Regions from separate parts of the Cyprinus carpio genome. Here region 2 is linked to region 1. The links are chromatin contacts, called in public Hi-C maps. All regions are on one chromosome and are shown on one strand. The core of a region is the stretch at or near the end of the contact, and the rest is flanking DNA. Distances in the headings are between cores, read along the strand shown.

Evidence for each region. A called contact is a pair of places that touch in the nucleus more often than the background predicts.
Region 2: a Hi-C map of skeletal muscle shows a contact between it and region 1, with 2.4 times the contacts expected there. The contact joins the promoter of LOC109049762 here to the promoter of LOC109089230 in region 1. A contact is called at or near these places in 2 of 8 Hi-C or Micro-C datasets (red blood cells and skeletal muscle).

Annotation. Positions count from the first base shown.
Region 1 is chrB24:10,560,751-10,563,705 of ASM1834038v1, forward strand. LOC109089230 (translocating chain-associated membrane protein 1-like 1) reads left to right here and starts at 1,520. Exons shown (of 11, transcript XM_042751859.1): 1 at 1,520-1,687; 2 at 2,866-2,924. The coding sequence starts at 1,560.
Region 2 is chrB24:10,724,069-10,727,097 of ASM1834038v1, forward strand. It overlaps LOC109049762 (polyadenylate-binding protein 2-B-like), which reads right to left and starts at 1,533. Exons shown (of 7, transcript XM_042752446.1): 1 at 1,057-1,533. The coding sequence starts at 1,191. LOC109049755 (zinc finger homeobox protein 4-like) reads right to left here. Exons shown (of 5, transcript XM_042752432.1): 5 at 2,717-3,029.

The sequences.
Region 1 (2,955 bases), core at 270-2,769:
TATCCTAATCTGAAACTACCAATTAACTACCGTCGCCTAACCAACATGTTGGCCAAAGACCTGTGTTTTATTTTGTGTTTGGCTGTTGTTATGAGACAAAAAATGAAACACAAGAAGAAATGCCTGTTTTTTGGTATGCTGCTTGTACATGTTTTTACAGAAAGAAACAGTTCCAAATAACTGTACTCCATGCTACAAAGTCTTTGGGGCTCATTGCATTCCTTTCGTTGATTACATTCTCTTTGGTTTGTCATTAGTTTTTCACACCAAAATCCATATTTACTCATTTAGAATGCCTTGTTTAAACACTTGATTCAGAATTCAACCACAAGACCATCTTACATTAGCAGGGCATCCAAAGTTATTGTCTGATCTCAGTTTGTGAACTAATTTTGATGAAAAGAATGAATAAAATATAGTCAGCCTATTAGAATTATTTCTGCAGGATCATGTGACACTGAAGACTGGGGTAATATGCTGAAAATTCAGCTTTGCATTACAGGAATACATTTATTTTTAAAATACATTAAAATAGAAAACAGTTTTTATTGTAATAATATTTGACAATATTACTGTCTTACTGTATTGTTTGTAAAATAAATGCAGCACTGGTGAACAAAAGCAAATCCTTTAAAAAAGTCTTAATTGTTACAAACTTTTGACCTGTAGCATAATGAATAAAATAAATGATATATTATTAGCTATATTCTATATAATATGTATATACATGACAAGTGTGTGTGTGTGGTTTGTTGGTGTGTGGTGGTGGTGTGTGTAAGTGTGTGTGTGTGTGTTGTGTGTGTGTGTGTTCGTGTGTGTGGGTGTGTGTGTGTAAATTTTAAAGTTAATGTTAAGCACAGCTAACAGTTTACAGCGACTTCAGCCTGAATGGTTCATGTTCCCTCGTACAAAATAACATAAGTAGATGACTTTATTAAATTATTAATGACCATTTGTGCACAGAAAAGTATTATTGTAGCTTCATAAAATTAAGGTTGAACCACTGATGTCATACAGACTATTTTAACAATGTCTTTACTACCTTTCTGGGTCTTAATCATGGTAGTAGCGTTGCTATCTATGCAGGCTGTGTAAAACGACACGAGGGTGACGAGTAATTTTCATTTTTGGGTTAACTAACCCTTTAATGTCTTTGTAATATAAGTAATGATATAAAGTATGTAGGCTGAAATACACAAATACACATATTAAATAATATATTTTACTGTCTGGTAATAATGACGATGTTAATTAAATAAACATGTATCTCTTTTTGTTTTTATTCATTAATTTCACTGTTATCCTCCTTTGTATCCACTAAGAAGGGCCCTTAAGTCTTGACCTCAAAATGAATAAAACGTCTCCTTTACTCCAGTCCAACGGATGGCGCTACTGCATCTTTTGTCACTGTACAACGTGCCTTAAGTTGAAAAAAGGGGGTGGAAGAAGAAAGACTGAAGTAGGCGTTAAGACTGACGTGCCTGCCAGATAACAAAAGTGAAGACGTGTTCCTCACTAACTCACACACACACCAAAACGTTCTCTCAACATCCACCAAGATGGGAATCCGAAAAAAGAACAACAAGAACCCACCGGTGCTCAGCCACGAGTTTGTGATCCAGAACCACGCGGATATTGTGTCTTGTGTTGCGATGGTGTTTCTGCTGGGTCTTATGTTTGAGGTCAGAATCCACTTTTGAATGAATTCATTCGCTCTTACAGATCTAACACCAGTCTTGAGTCAAAGATGACAAATCAGCCTGATCAGTGTTTATATTTTTGTTTTGTTTTTTCTTTAAGAAATCTAACGGACCTTTCGTGTTCTGTCATAGTCTCGGTCCCTTCCACTTCCTTTAACCTGCATATAGAACTGTTACGTTACTATTTGGTTTTACCTTTAATGTGCAGCATTTTTGAATCCTCTTGCATATTTATGATTCATATAAATGAATCTTTTTAGAGTAGGTTTTACTCTCAGGCGTAGGCGCTAATTGCATTCAATAGTTGGTAATTTTGATTCACACAGACATGATGCATGAGAGCGAAAGAGGAATTCCCTGAAACGATTAAATAATAAACTTTTAAGCCCGCGAGATAAAAAAAGAGAGAGAGAGAAAGAAAAATCACCCGCGTGGATTTATTATATTTAAAGGAGTGCTGAAAAAGACGAAAAACAGAATTGATTTGTAAAGAATGATTACGAAACATTGTAGCCGCACTGAGACTTTTTACGCGCAAATGAAGTGTTACGATGGACGTGGCAATCGGAGAATGACTGAGCGCTAAGATCACCGGTGCACAGCGGCAGCAGGCTCGCGATTTTTGTCACAAATGCTTTTATTGATAGATAATAACCTAATGATTTTACACCTTCAGCACTCGTTAGGAATGCGAGTTTTCACAACCGTTAGATTTGAACAATAGTTTGCTTAATATCAGCGCCAGTGCTGGTGCATCATGGGAAATGACGTTTACACTACTAGAACTGATTTTTGCACTTAAAGGGCATTTCTGAACAGATTTAAGTAAATGATTGTATGCTCATCTATAAATTATAATATCTTGGAAAATGTGTTTGATGAGAAACCGATTATAATTAGTGTATATATACCATTCACTTTGGGAAAAATGTGCACAAAAACATAACTCTGTCATTTACTTACCCTCATGTTGCTTGAAATCTGCAGGACTTATTTTTTAACACCATTCATTTGCATTGTCAACCTTATTTTACATACAATGCAAGTGAATGGTGACAGTCTGACTGCCGTTCTCTATTACCAGAGTTATAATTTTCAGTCTGATCAACTATTACTTTATTTGTGTATTGACTGCATTTTTATATTTCTTTCCATGTAGATTACATCAAAGGGTAGCGGTTTTGTTCATAACTGTGCAATACAACGTAACAATTCCAGCAAACGGTAAGTATGTGGCACTTTATACACACACACA
Region 2 (3,029 bases), core at 283-2,782, 160 kb after region 1:
TCACACGCACGCACACAAGTTTGAGCAGTGCTGCATTGCAGGGCAGTGGAAGTCGCACTGGATCGCGAGTAAAGTAACCCAGCAGCATGTATGTGATGGCCTCTTTCACGCAGTTAAAACAAGATTTTACATGGTACGACCTAGCATTCACAACCGATAACAAGCGCAACCAACACTGACTAATTATTTAAATACTACACATCCTCATTGCATGATGAAATGAAGTCGACATGCATTCAGCATGCAAATGCATGACCTACTCTAGCTCCAACGATGTTAATGTGCACGGAGACAAATGCACCAGCCCAGCCCTAATGCACCATCTCCATCACAAAATCCCCAACAAATGATGCAATTCATCACTAGCGGCATTTAATCTTTAGCGCACATCGAATAAAATGATCGCAGCAATACAGATGTGCATTACATACAGTGCGCTTTGCCCACCGACAACTCTGTAGCTTTCCACAATGTTACCAATTCGACGCAAAATCTGAAAATAAAAGCATCTCACGCCTCTTTTAACATGTCACACACGTCGCATAAAGATTTATTCCATTGCAGAGGCCAACAACAATCACGCGCAGTTACCAACGCGACTTACTTTTGCACGCCACAAATATTACTGATCAGAAAAGAGGCGTGTTTACCGTGAGCCGTCTGCTTCTTTGCGGATGGACCCACACTGCAGCGGCTAATGGCGGCCTGTCCTACCCTCGCCCCTGTCTCTTACATCTCCCGTCTTGCATTTTTGCGATGAAGATTTTTTCCCCCGCTAGGTCGACAGATCTGGCGCAGATGAACCCAGACCAATGTTGCGCCAACATGGCGGCCAGCAGCACGCATGTCATTCACTAATTCTACTGCACTGCGTGAGCCACAATGGCGGACAAACCGACCTGACAAAACCGGTTTCGCGTAAACATGAGTATTTGGTTTTCGTATGAAATTCACATATTTATTTTAAATGTGAGGCTGGGGTAAGGATTTAGGATGAAAACCTATTAAATTTTTTTTAACTTGTTGTTAAAGCGAGGAAATGCGTCCTTCACTCACCGGATCATCAATAGCGGCCTCTCCCTCGTCTAATCCCGGTTCTTCATCGCCGACGCCTGGGTCTTCAAGTTCTGAGTGTCCCGGGTCTGAGTCCAGCAGAGATTCCTCTGCCAGTCCATTACCAAACTCCGCCATCGCCTGATTCCCGGTGGTCCGACGCGCCTCGTGGCTGCACTACAGGCCGCGACTCTCACAGGGGGGAGCGAGAGAGAGGGGTAGGAGGGGGGAAATAAAAAAAACGGCGGAAAACGCCGCTCACTAAAGTTAAAATGGGGAATAAAAGCCCGCCTCGCTTCTTCTGGAGCTCAAACGTGTCCTTCAGCGGAAAAAACAACACTATTTATCCAAATATAAATAAGTTTCACTTCGTCAATATGTCGCACTTATTACTCTATTTACATTAGAAGACAAATTCAGAAAAGCAAATGTGTTTTCTTCACGAGGGCTCGTGTGTTCCAGAACAGAAATGGAAGCCGTAGGCGGGGATTCTGAGGACTGCAGGCGCTCCATCGATGGGTGATTGGACAATTCCTCACTTTAGACACGCCCTCTTAACGTATCGAGGACGGGTATTGGTGTTCTCTTGGGGTATTTCTCTGCGCTCGCCGCTTAGACTTTACAACAGCAACTGTGATTGGATAAAAGCAGCGTCAATCAAGGCTCACAGACCACCTTTAGATCGAGCTACTATGACTTGTTGCCATGTCCGCACAATATAATCCACGTGGACTTGTATTTTACGAAAAGTTTTATAGATAGTATATATATATATAAAATTCCAGAATACAGGCCCATATTTAGGCTTCCTAGTACTTGGCCTAAACAGCACAAGTATGACCAGCCACTTAAAGCAGTTCAGTTGACAAATGTCAGGAATAAGATTGTGCCTTTTCTCCTTCCTTCTCAGGATGTTTGTCATATTCATAAAAATAAAATAATACATGAAAAAAAAGCATGACCAGTAAAATGGCTGTTGTTAAATATCCTCACTTACTGTCCAAGTTGTTTTTCATACTGTACAATTTCTTATGTTTCTCCCTTTTCCATTCCCCGTGTGTATGTGTGCACAAAAGACATTCAATTTGATTATCAGTAGTTGTATATGGCCTCTATGATATATAGATAATATATATATATATATATATATATATATATATATATATATATATATATATATATATATATATATATATATATATATATATATATATATAATGTACTTATTTACAATGTACTCTCTTAATATATTAATATATTATTTATGAAAGAGTCACTTATTTTATTTAATTTTTTTCAAATGAGATCTGGCAACAAAGCACAGTGGAATTCCTAAATCTTCAATACAACTTAAACCGAGGCCATTAAAACTATGCATATAGGTCTTACCCACTATGTGACACGAATGTTGATATCTCTATCAAGTAGGCCTGCTTTTTCAGTATTTTTAATTTTGCCTACCACATCAAGCAACATATGAAACTCAAGCAGTGTTGGGTGAAACAAGATTAAATGCTTAAAATATTGTGCTTGTTTCTCAGATATTCCCTGACAAGATGGTCCATAATAGTTATATTAATAAGTGCTTCCAACACACAACTTAAAATATGAATGTATCTACATAAATTCTAAGGGTAATTTACATAATAAAGAGAAACATCAATACATGAACTTCAGTTTATTTGTTTTCTGCATAAGAAAAAAGGAGAACCAACACAAAATGAAGGTACAAGTGATGGGAAAACAAGCTTAATCAATACTCTAATTTTTCATAACAAGACTGCCACCATTATCGTTTAATATTCATATCAATGACATCTCCAAGTCTGAAAACCGTTATGAATCAATATAATCAAAAGTGATGAAAGTACTGAAAAATAGTAAGTAGTACAGTTATAACAAGTGATAATCAAGTGTCAATGAAAAAGTGAAAAGATAATATAAAAGCATTTCTCCATATTCTACCGATATACTCT